Regions from separate parts of the Mus musculus genome. Here region 1 is linked to region 2. A link is a contact called in public Hi-C data. All regions are on one chromosome and are shown on one strand. The core of a region is the stretch at or near the end of the contact, and the rest is flanking DNA. Distances in the headings are between cores, read along the strand shown.

What was found. Hi-C and Micro-C count contacts between places; a contact is called where the count stands out from the background.
Region 1: a contact with region 2 is called in a Hi-C map of double positive thymocytes, with 2.3 times the contacts expected there. The contact joins two enhancer-like sites. A contact is called at or near these places in 3 of 484 Hi-C or Micro-C datasets (double positive thymocytes and uterus).

What each region holds. Positions count from the first base shown.
Region 1 is chr3:50,606,309-50,611,878 of GRCm38.p6, reverse strand. No RefSeq gene overlaps it. Among named protein-coding and RNA genes, the nearest start is that of Gm6209, 22 kb to the right of the region's middle. Within about 2 kb of position 3,923, at least 39 of the 459 cell types and tissues checked have an H3K27ac peak or open chromatin away from gene starts, as enhancers often do. A contact at or near this core is called in double positive thymocytes, where this site is marked.
Region 2 is chr3:50,299,668-50,305,681 of GRCm38.p6, reverse strand. No RefSeq gene overlaps it. Among named protein-coding and RNA genes, the nearest start is that of Slc7a11, 140 kb to the left of the region's middle. Within about 2 kb of position 2,756, at least 13 of the 459 cell types and tissues checked have an H3K27ac peak or open chromatin away from gene starts, as enhancers often do. A contact at or near this core is called in double positive thymocytes, where this site is marked.

The DNA of each region.
Region 1 (5,570 bases), core at 2,674-5,173, 310 kb before region 2:
CATACATATATTGGTTTGCCTTACACAGCATTGTTGAGCTCAACTTGTGATAGCAGTGCCATTGAAACACATACACCTCAAGTACTGCTCTCAGGGTTCCCGTGGCAGCTTGCCGCTTCTGCAACCTCACCTTAGGTGGTTGGCTTGCCTGGTGGTTTCTTCAGGATTGAACTACCTCTGCCTTGTGTCTGCTTGCTGAAAGGTCTGGACTGTAACTACCAGTTCGTGCCTGGTGTCTGCCTGCTTAGAGCAGTGGTCTGCTGTCAAAGAAGATCAAGCTTGCCTCAAAAGAACTATTGTTGAACAGGTCCACTTCCCCTGTATCCTAATAACTTTTCTCTTCCACTCCCTTTGCTGGGTAGTGGGCTAGAGGAAAGATTTAACCTTATTAAAAGTAAGTTGCAAAAAAAAATTTATGTCTACAGTTTATTTTTTGTGATTCCAAATGATGTGTATTTGTGTGTGAGATGGGGTATGTGTATATACGTGCAGGTGTCTGCAGAATCTGAATGCTTTTGATCCCCTGTAACTGGGGGTGGGTAGTTGTGAGGTACCTGATGTGGGTGAACTCTGGACCATTGCAAACTCTGTAAGTACTCGTAAATGCTATGCCATCTCTCTAGCTCTTGTGTGTCCATTTTCGCAACCACCCTGTCAATTGAAGTAGCCATTAGCTGAAGCGAATGGCCTCATGAATGTGACAATTTAAACTTAAGTTAGTCCAAATTAAATAGGAAAAATTTGTTTCCCTAGTCAGAGCAGCCATGCCATTACGCACTCAGTGCCTACATGAATCTAATGGCCACTGCAATGGCTGTGTAGTTATTGAGTGCTTTCCACAATGCAGGAGTTAAGAGGACTTATTCTGGAGTGCTGAAGAACCTGTTATCCTATTTACACTCTCATCATTACCCAGGAAAAAACTGGTGATTCTTTTCTCAGGCAGTTGAATGTCTGGTAAAGGTTGATCAATGGCTGAAATTCAAATCAAAAATTGATTCACAGGTGCTAAGTTATATGACAAGAGGGCCACAGCGTTCTAGTCTGTGGTTGCACAGTAGAGTTGCTGTAGATAATGGTAATGTACTATGCCTTTCAAGAGGTTAGAAGGGGCTTGAATGCTTTCACAGTAAATAGTGTGCAATGAGTACCCTGATTTAAATGGCGTAATACAGATAGTCACTGCAGTATCGCCTCCAGATCTCTGCTCAAAATTTCTAGAAGTTTTCCTTCCTTCCTTCCTTCCTTCCTTCCTTCCTTCCTTCCTTCCTTCCTTCCTTCCTTCCTTCCTTCCTTCCTTCCTTCCTTCCTTAGGCTGGCAAATCCATACATATTACGGGTCCTCCTAATTTTTTTAAAAAATTATTCTCTGCAAAAAGTCTTCTTCAGCTCCTTAGATAATGAGAAAACTGCTGATGCCTAGCTAGAACCTATGCCATTGCCTCTGGGAATCCAGTGGGGTTCAAAGATGAAGTGACCTGGGCAACAGCTTTCTGCATTACATTATCACCTGTCACTACCTCTTACATTCTTGGTAAGAACAAGGTGGCCCTCACCACTCAGGGCAGGACCTTGAGTACCAGCCAGGTGCTCAGCAGCTTGCTTGACCTCATTAAAATTGAGCGATCAAGTTAATGTTTGGGTTTGAGGCCAACTCTCTTAAAGCTGTTTAAAGTTTCGAAGAATGTTATCAGACAGGAGATTTGGCTTCTGATCTTTTCTTTGTCTTTTCTAGAACAACTTGAATGGAAACAGACTAAGTGGGAATTAGATCTATAGACTGGACTAAAGGCAAAATTTATGTGCTAGAGAAAATTACATTCGGTACTTGGCTAGTTACCTTATCTTTATTTTTAGTTCTGCAAATCTAGAAAATAGAAAAATTAATCATTATGGTTAAATGAAAACTTGGAAGCTACAAAATTGACGTGAGCACTGGCCAGGAGAGCAAATCATGATGGCGCGTGTTTGTTTTCAAGAAGTAGAGATGGGCTCCTGACAACTTCTACTCAGCACTGTGCTGGCTCACAGCCTGACCTGTGTTTTCATGTCTGCCCTGCTGAAGGTCAAAAACTGAATTTAGATGACAGAGAAAGTATAGTACAAGGGAACCGGTGCAGTTCCTAGCGGCTTTGTCAAGATCATGTGGGACTGGTAACTGATCAGATTTCTGAAGGCTGCGGATTTTCCTGAACATAAATCAAATCTCCGCCTATGAAGCATAACGCCTTTCCCTTTCAGTTTAATTATTTACTGCCGAAGGACATGCTTCTGCTCTTGTATAGGCTCCAGTGAACTTCCCCGCACAGTGGTCCTGTCAGGCTGGTGCAAATGCCTTCACTAATTGGTGTCCTGCCCTGTTGTCCTCATGCTGAGTTCAGCATGAAGCCAGTCGCTCTCAAAGAACAGGCTCAGTGTGATGAAAGTAGCCCTGCAGACCACAGATGTGTGGTGCCTGAGAGTGTTTGTTCAGTCAACATGGACACTTTTCAAACACAAATAATACAGGTGGCCAGAGCTGATTGTTACTGTTAACTCTCATGGTCAGAAGACTCCCTGAACTTGTGGGCATTCAGATACCCATTAGAGATTGATGACTCTGGTGTTAATCGCCCTAAAAAGTATTCTTGGCCACCGAGAACCCAGAAGACTAAGGATGAATCCTCACTATTGTATGCCTATAATTTTATTGAGGTTACAAAGGAGACTTCTGGGCAATAGCATTGGCCATTTTGTCATGTAGCTGTATTTGAATTCCCTTGTGTACAAATTTATCTTTAGTGTCTATAAGTTGGTTAATGTTCTCCTTCAATCTGAAAGTATGAACGTATATGACATAAGAGGGATGCAGAATAGAAGTGAGGACTATAGAGCAGATCATGACTTAAGCTTTGAAAATTATTCTTTACAGAAATTGAAAATAGGAACGAATGAATGAGGCAGGCATCTTTCACCTCAACCTGACAAAATCATCATGCTATCGTTATACACTCAGAATCTAACCATTCTGAATATGTTACAATTTCCACACGCCCTTACCTTCATTGCACGAGCAGAACTTGGCAACTTCTCAGTGAAGTAAATACAGCAGCTATCATAATGCAGAATTTCAGATGCTCAAGTTGGAGATTGCCCACTTCTTTGATCGCAAGCATAGTTCTCCACAATTCACAATGAAAGCCCAACTTCCGTGCTTTGGTGACGATAGTCAATCTTTTAAATATTTTCACATATGAAATATATAGACTCTTACCCAGGCACAGTGACATATCCCTGTAATCCGGCTCTTGGGAATCAGAGCTGAAGGACTGTCTTAAGGTCGAGGCTTGGTTAGTATAGCAAGTCAGGCCTATGCAATAAACCCCTGTCTCAAAAAACCAAACCAAACCAAACCAAAGCCTATAACCCTGTACTGCGTAGCATGTACACTGGCTTAGTTGGCCAAAGATTGGTTGATTTTCAATGTTCTGGTCCTACTTCTCTGAAATGAAATTATAAAATTGTGTTTTCCTATGTTTCAAAGATATATAGGTAGGTATTTTCAGTATTTGTAGAGATGGGGGTGGAGTAATCTGGCCTGCTCATAGCTGTGCCGGCAGGCAGCTGATGGTATCAGGTGAGTAAAGGGGAAAGGAGTAAAGCTGCTGGTGAAACCCAGCTTCTTAAAGCTGAAAGAAGCAGACTCAGACATAAAAGGAATGCATACTGAGATTAGCCTTGCAGACCCTTACAAAGAGTGGCTCTGCTACTTTGCCTCCTCCTCTCCTTCTTCCTTCCTCTCCTCCTTCTCTCTCTCCTCTCCTCCTCCTCTTCTGAGAAAAAAACAAACGCTGGACAATTCTGGCAACTTTATTTGCAGTGTGACTGTTCTGCCTAAGCAATAAAGAGGAAGAGGTCAGGGTGCAGAGTTTGTCATGGCTCCTTGAGACATCCTGACCTTGTGTTTCAGAAACAGTCATGCATCTTCCCACGCCATACCAACAAGTCACAAGGGGAACCACAAAAACGCTCTTTCCCAAGTTCAAGAATAGCCACGGGCTCCCCTGTTAAGTGATGTTTTTCTTTCTGGCAGTGAATTTTCCGTGGGGCCAAAATTTCCTCTAAGCAAGAGGCAAACGTTTACGTGAATTTCATCAGGATTCAACAAAATTATTACATGTAGCTTTGGATGTACTAAGGTAGACTTTTTTTTTTTTTTTTAGATTTAAATTGCTTATAGTCATATGACTGTTTTAGTGAGTCAACACCTTGACAAATAATATTTTGCTTGCAACTTCTCTGCTTACAAAAGACATCTTCAGGGGACCTGGTCTGGCTGTTTTGAATGGCATTAACCTCAAAGGGCATTCTACAGATTCTCTCATTTCTGCCCTGAGTCTCCCTTTAGTAGTTGGGCCAAATCCTCTTTATCTTGGGACACAGGGAAAAGACTTTTATTCTTGTTTTCAAAAATCTTGCTGATTTGCTGAACAAACCTCCAGCTTGATCTTTTTCCTTTTGTAAGTTACATAAGTCATGCTGTGTGAACTAACATCTTGTCACTCATTGTCCTAAAGCAAGCCAAACTGGTGAGAAACCACCTACTGCTGAACTTCAAGCCCGTGCCAAAAAGGCAAGAGCTGCATGCTGTTCTGTTGTGTCCTTGAGTGATCAAACAGTTCTGAGAGCAAACAGGAGCTTCAGCAGCAGGATTCACAGGGTTTCAGGAGCCAAGCAGAGGGCAGAGAAGCCAGGGAGGGCTTTTCTTAAGGTAAGGGGACACTTGCAAATACAGGCACACTAGCTTTGCTCTTTGATTGGGGGCACTTGAACACTCCCAGAGTAGGCAGGCTGATGCAAATGTTGCTTAGAGAGTGGAAGAACATCAGAGCACCATGACCAGGGGGCTTCTCTTTCTCGCTTGCTGTTCACTTGCCAATATTTAGGTGCATACTTATATTCTGAAATTGTTCTGGAACAGTCCAAGGTATCTCAGTCTCTTGTGTGGCTTCACATACATATTTACACACGTGTGTGTATGTGTGCTTCACAGTGACCTATTCCAGCCTGCTAGTTAAGGCTGTCCAGTCTATCTTTTGTAAAGGGAATGAGAAAACTGATCTGAATAAGGGAGTGAATGAGAAACAATTGTTCTAAAGCCACTGTTAGCTTCAGAAAGATGTTTATATTGACTAAAACAAAATCTCAATATTGCTGTCACTGAGAAGAAATATCTTCCCAGGATCATCTTTGCAAGGTCAATAATTCAGTAAAAAGTGAGTAACTTTAAATCCATGTAGTTCTTGTACCTGAAGGTACAGAACCAATATTGTATTATACATTAAAACTTTTAGAGTAACATTAGGTGTTGAAGATAGTGAAAGGGGATAGCTGCTATATTTTTTTTTATTTAATTGAACTTAAAAAAAACATATTTACTTTATATCCTGCTCACTGCCCCCTCCCTGTTGCCCCCTACCACAATCCTTCCTCCATTTCCTTCTCTTCTGAGCATGTGAGCCCCCTGTGGGTATCCTGACACTCTGGTACTTCAAGTCTCTGCAAGGCTAGGCACTTCCTCTCCCATTGAG
Region 2 (6,014 bases), core at 1,507-4,006:
GCTGGTGCTATCTCATAAATGTGACAATGAATACAAACATGAGGGATCCTGAACCTCAGAGTCAGGTCCTATGAGTGATTCCTGAAACAGAGAATGACTTAGATGCATGGCCCATCTCCCCATTGCTGTGCCAGTCTGCATGGCTCCAAGAAGCCAACTGCATTTTTCTTTTTCAGCTTTGTTCAATGATATCACATCGACTACTACTCATGACAAAGGGATTTCAAGTGTTTCAAATCTGAAAACACCTGTCCTCCTTTGCTGATCAGTGGGCTATAAAACATGTGTAAGTTTTATCTATGCTTGGGAATATCAGAGTATGCCCTTTCTTCTTTGATGGGTATATTTTCTGACCGGAAAAAACTTTGTTCCTGTTTCTTAGGGAACTCTGGTTTAAATATGAAATAGTATGAACACTTGGTCCCTTGCTGATTTTGTTGCTTTGAGATGCCTTGTAAAGACCAAGAAGTAGCATCTACCCATAGAAGTTGTTCCATGATTGCTCTTAGATATTATATTCTCTCTCTCTCTCTGCTGCAAATTAAGAGTAGAAGACTTAACAATTGTCAGGCTTATATGCTGGCCACCGTATAGCCACCTGTCAGCATGCTTTCTCTTATGTGAACTTATCTCCTTAGATCCTGGGCTGAAATAAATGCTCACTCCTTATTTCTTAATTGAGAGTTTTATCATAGTGATGGGTAAAGAAATTAATGTATAGGCCAACCATGTAAGGGAAAATCAGCTCATCTTGAGACTGTTCTTCGACTATCTCATCACCTTCAGGCTTTTAACTAGTGGGCAGATCCCAACGTGTCAGAGAGAGTCAGTAGCATTGTGAAAGCTAGCTGGAGAGAATTCTTTTCATTTATAACAAAAATGGAAGCTATGTGTAAGAATAATAGTGATTTCTAAGCACGATTGACCTTGGTCATATTTCAGTGTCCAACTTTACAAGAGAGTTAGTTTTTTTCTGAGATTTCACAATGGAAGTTTTAGCCAGAGTGGTAGGAGGGAGTCATATCATGGAGGCTTAGTTCTTGACTAGAGGCTAGATTCAATCGTGGCTTTGGATAAGAAAGCTGAGATGCTAGGTGTCCTACAAAATATGCAGTTTATTAGAGAAGGACATCTTCTGAGGTAAAATAACATTCAAACTGTCCTCCCTTTACTTGGTCCCAAGAGGGCTGGAGGATGTCTTTAATCAAGGTCCTGGGAAACGCATTAGTCAAGAGAGGCACAGTTTTGAACAAGACTTGAGCTCCTCTTCTTATCCTGGTGGTAGATGCTTCTGTTGACGTTCTGTGATGGCCTTGAGGATGGACCATTCCAGGGTAGTAGCAGCCAACTGGTGCCACCTACAGGCAAGCAATATAATTGCTATGCCCATCAGAACCAGCAGCAGGCCAAGCCCTTCTTCCTTAAGCTCTGAAATGCAGGAATATATTTTGGTCACCATCAGTTCCTTCACTGAAAGAGGCAAGAGTAAATAGTCCTTTCTGAAGTGCATTATAGAAAATGCTTCACGCGTGGGAAGCATAGGTCTTACCTAGGTCACTATAACAGAGGGCTGAGCACTCACAGTCAATTTTCAGATGTGAGTTCCAACCCATAAGAAGAATTCTTTGATGATGGACTCAGCAGTGAGAGCACCGTGTGTGCAGTCAATCTTCCTCCCCGCCTTCAGCAAGGGATCTCTGGCTGTTTAGTAGCATTGCAGATAAATAGCCTTTAATGTGGCCAGCCTATTCTTTGCTCAGGATTTATGCACAATGGATGTGACATGCTGTCCTTGTGGAGCAAGCATTCTAAAGAGCTGACGTTCCTTTATACAAGTGATCAGGCAAGCATCGTACGCAGAGATATCACATCCTAAGGGTAATGTCTTCCAGGGGTCAACATTCACATAAACATGTTCAAGTACCAAGTGTTATTGTTTTGACTTTGTGACCAAAATAGACTGCTTACATTTCAGGTCATGTACCTAAAATATGTCCTAGATCTGGCTACTCAGACATTTCATGGAAGTGCTGATCTCTGTGTGAACGGAATACGACAGAATGCTAACAAAATGTAAAGGAACCAAAAGACTCTAGATCATGAAAATACATACAACAAACATGATTCCAGGAAGGGAAATGATCCCAGATTTGGGGTGCCTGATGCTGAGCTACTCTGATTCCAGGAGCCCCGAGAAAGGCCACTGTCTTTACTGAACAACAAATTGTACTTTAGGTTATCAATTAAATTTGGATCTTCGTTGGTTTCTAGATAGTTGAGTGCTGCAAATTTTTTCTGCCTTTAGGACTGAAATGGGTCTCTTAAGCAATTGGTAAAGTTGTCATCTGGGTCCCTGGGCCATGGAGCAGGCTATTATGATGAGAACTATTTCCATATTCTAAAGGCCTGAATCGAAAGCAAATCACACCTACAGGTGAATCTAAAACAAAAGCTGTTGCTTTGAGCTCACAAGATGCTGAGTTGCTGATTTGTCTCATTTTTCTATTTCCACCATGTAGAGAGTTTTCAGGCTTTTAGTGTTGGGGTAGAGCTCTAGAGGGAAACACTTGCCTAACACACGGGAAGCCCTGGATTTGACTTGCTGCTCCACAGTAAACAATCAAACACTAGATGATAAAAGAATCCGAAGGAGCTAGGAGGATGCAGGAAATACTGAACATTATAAAGCAGATCCCCCAGGTGTTCATTCAACAAACTCATACTCATTATCCACCAAGATCAAAGTTCATGTGGCAGCTGCCCGAGCTTTAGAACAATGAGAGTCAGGTTCACGGTAGAAGCAAGGAGCTGTGGTTAGATGTTTAAGGGTTTCACTGGCTGCAGTGGGCGTGTGACAGGAGAGTGGCAAGATAAGATAACAAATGTGGCAGTACTCCAAGTGAGAGTTCATTGTAGGGGTTCAGGGACAGGGAGGGCTGCGGGATATATAGGAGGGGGGATGGATGGAGTACAGATTACCTGGTGGTCACAGATTGATTGATGGTTGTCGGCAAGAAGCAATGGAAAAAGTAAAGTAGTGTGCCTGCATTTGTTAACTTGCTCAGCAAGATATATCTACAATCTCTCTATTATCTATCTATAATCTGTGTTTATATACCATCTATAATTTATCATCTATTAGCTATCTACATATGATCAGTCATCTATCATTTTCTATCTAAACTATATCATCTATCATGCATCTACTCATCTACATATCTATTTTCTATCATCTACCTATTATACATATATCACTTCTCTTTTAATCTGTCATCTATCATGTGTGTATGTATCTATCATCATGATCATTAACATCATCATTATCTATCTATCCACATCCATCTATCATCTATCTGTGTGCCTATCTATGTATCTATCTATGTATCCATGTATGTATTTATATCATCTATCTATCATCTATTAAATAAAAAACGAGAACCAATGTTCTTGGTCCTGTATTTAAGGAACGTGAAAGTTTCTGTGAGGATGTTGAGCAATCTTTCATGTAAGAGTGGAGGGTGGGGATGTTAAATGATGAAATGAATGTGGAGTTACTGGTCCATAAATGGGTTTACCAGGTACATTAATAAGTTATTGCAGTCTCTACACAGAAATAAATCTTGTGATGCAGAGCAAAGGCAGTTGATAGATCAGCCGGCTGCAGTGGGTCAGCCAACGTTCTTTAGGAAAGACACATGTAGAAAATATTCGCAGAACATAATGGGCTTAAAGACGAAACAAGGCCATTAGATCATTGGGAAGAGAGGCCCCTTGGTCTTTCAAACTTTATATGCCTCAGTACAGGGGGACACTAGGGCCAAGAAGTGGGAGTGGGTGGGTAGGGGAGTGGGTGGGTGGGGGAGGGTCTGGGGGACTTTTGGGATAGCATTTGAAATGTAAATGAAGAAAATACCTAATTAAAAAAAACGAATTAAAAAAAAAAGAAAGGAGAACACAGTTCAGGAGTTTTCATTTAATAGCTCAATTTATGGTAATCAAAACAAAACAAACAGAACATCTCACAAATCTCCAAACAACCCAAACTCAATTGTGCTAGGATGAGTCCCCTGCCTCCTAAAATCTCAGGTATTCAATCAGGTGAGTCAAATAACATGCAAATTATTTCTTGTTTTTCACGTTGACAATCTCCACTTCAGCCTCATGTCTACTTTTCTGTGTGTAATCTTCAGTACGGGAAAATTGCTTTGCTAACTGCCTCACCTGGGAATTTATTCCACCAGGATCCGGGGGGAAGGTGACAGTGGATTCCGTCTCCTGATATATCCCGTGGTGACTGGTTTTGTTTCATAGGAGACTTCATTTTCATTAAAATGCACTTTCATTCTTAAAGAAAAAAATGAATAAAATACAGGTACAGAGAGTTTAACATGTTGGTTTCTTGTTGAAATAAAGTCTTCGAAAGTTTAAATACAACCACTTTTTATTGATTGGCTTAAAAGTACACATCAAGACCATAAATAAGTCAAAAGCAGACACACATTTTTTTCCCTCAGAATAAAAATATGCATTTCCCAAACTAGACCACTTGGGGGCAGCATAGCGCAGAGCTAGCTTTTCACTCATCTCCCAGCGCAGTCTCCTTCAGTAATGCAAGTCCCCACAAAGCAAGAACTTAGGTCTTGCTATTCATGTCAGCAGAGTCTTTGTCAATTGTCATCCTATTTTTCTCTTTTTTTCGTGTTTCTTTATCCTGATCTTTTTTTTTTGGGGGGGGGGGAGGTTGGTTCTTCATGAGTTAAGAGTTTTCATACTTCTAGTAGGTTAATTAACACATTCAGAAATTAAGTCAAAGCTGGCCCAGTGCCCTTTCTTGCTCAACCACATGGGCATGCTTGGGTAACTGTAGTTATTTACATTTGGCATCCAACTGACTCCATGAGCTGCATTGCTTTCCCCCCTGTATGAGTATCCAGGCTATTAAATTAAACAGGTTAATGTTAGCTACAGCGTCTCACCCCCCACCATCCCCACAGCTATAGTAAATCTGCCACCTGTTTATTTCCATAAAAATTCAATTATAGCACCGGCAGTTATTCTTCTTATGTGAGCAATTAACTTCAAGCAGTTTCCAGCCAAAGAGAAAGGCCAGGCCAGCCGGCCCTTCCTTTCTTTGATTCCTTCAGCCCTTGGTTGCTTCTTTTGTTAGGTGACTGCGCAACCATCAAACCACTGAAAAATGAAACAAGCAAACTGGACTACCATGCACTCTTATGCCAACGAAGAAACAAAAACTGAAAAATCACTAACAGCTCTTTGCTTCCCCCTTGTCCTTTGAGTGCGGAAGCCGGGGAGGTGGAGGGCAGTGGGCAACTCGCTGGGGCACCAGGAGCACGGTTCTCCCTACCATACACCACCATGAAGAAGGGGTTGCTTTAAACACTGTTCTTCTTCCTTCTTTATCTCTGTAGAAAATGCAACCATGCAGGGAAACCTTGGCCAAATGCCACAGCGTCCTGGCTGAAGCAGCAACGCAATTACGGAAAGATAAAAAACCCACAACGGCCTGTGCATCTGAGCAGCTGAGAGAAAGAAGGTGGTGAGAGGCAGGTGCACGTCTTTGTTTCTGTGAGAGGAGTCGGTCTTTCGTTCCAAGCTTCCAGCTGCAAATGCCTGCGTTTTCCTTTTTAAGTGTTTCTCTTTTTCCTTCTTAAATGTCTACTTTCCCGACCATATTTCTTTCTCACAAACAGTCCATGAATAAAAAGAAAAGGGCTAATCGCAATCTGATTATTTCCTACCGGATCTAATTCCCCAGGGCTGGTTTGGGTTCTTCTTTCCCTTCATATGCGGGGGATATTGACTTTCTTTTGAAGAAGCAAAATTCTTAGTAAGTATTGCACACAATATTATTTATAAATATATAGATCATCTACTATTGTTACTTTGTTAAATGGACATGATAGGTAACTGTTCCTAAGTTCTTACTTTTTTTTTTTTTTTTTTTTTAGAAGATCATGCTTAACACAGAGACCTCACAGCTGGTCAACTTGCAG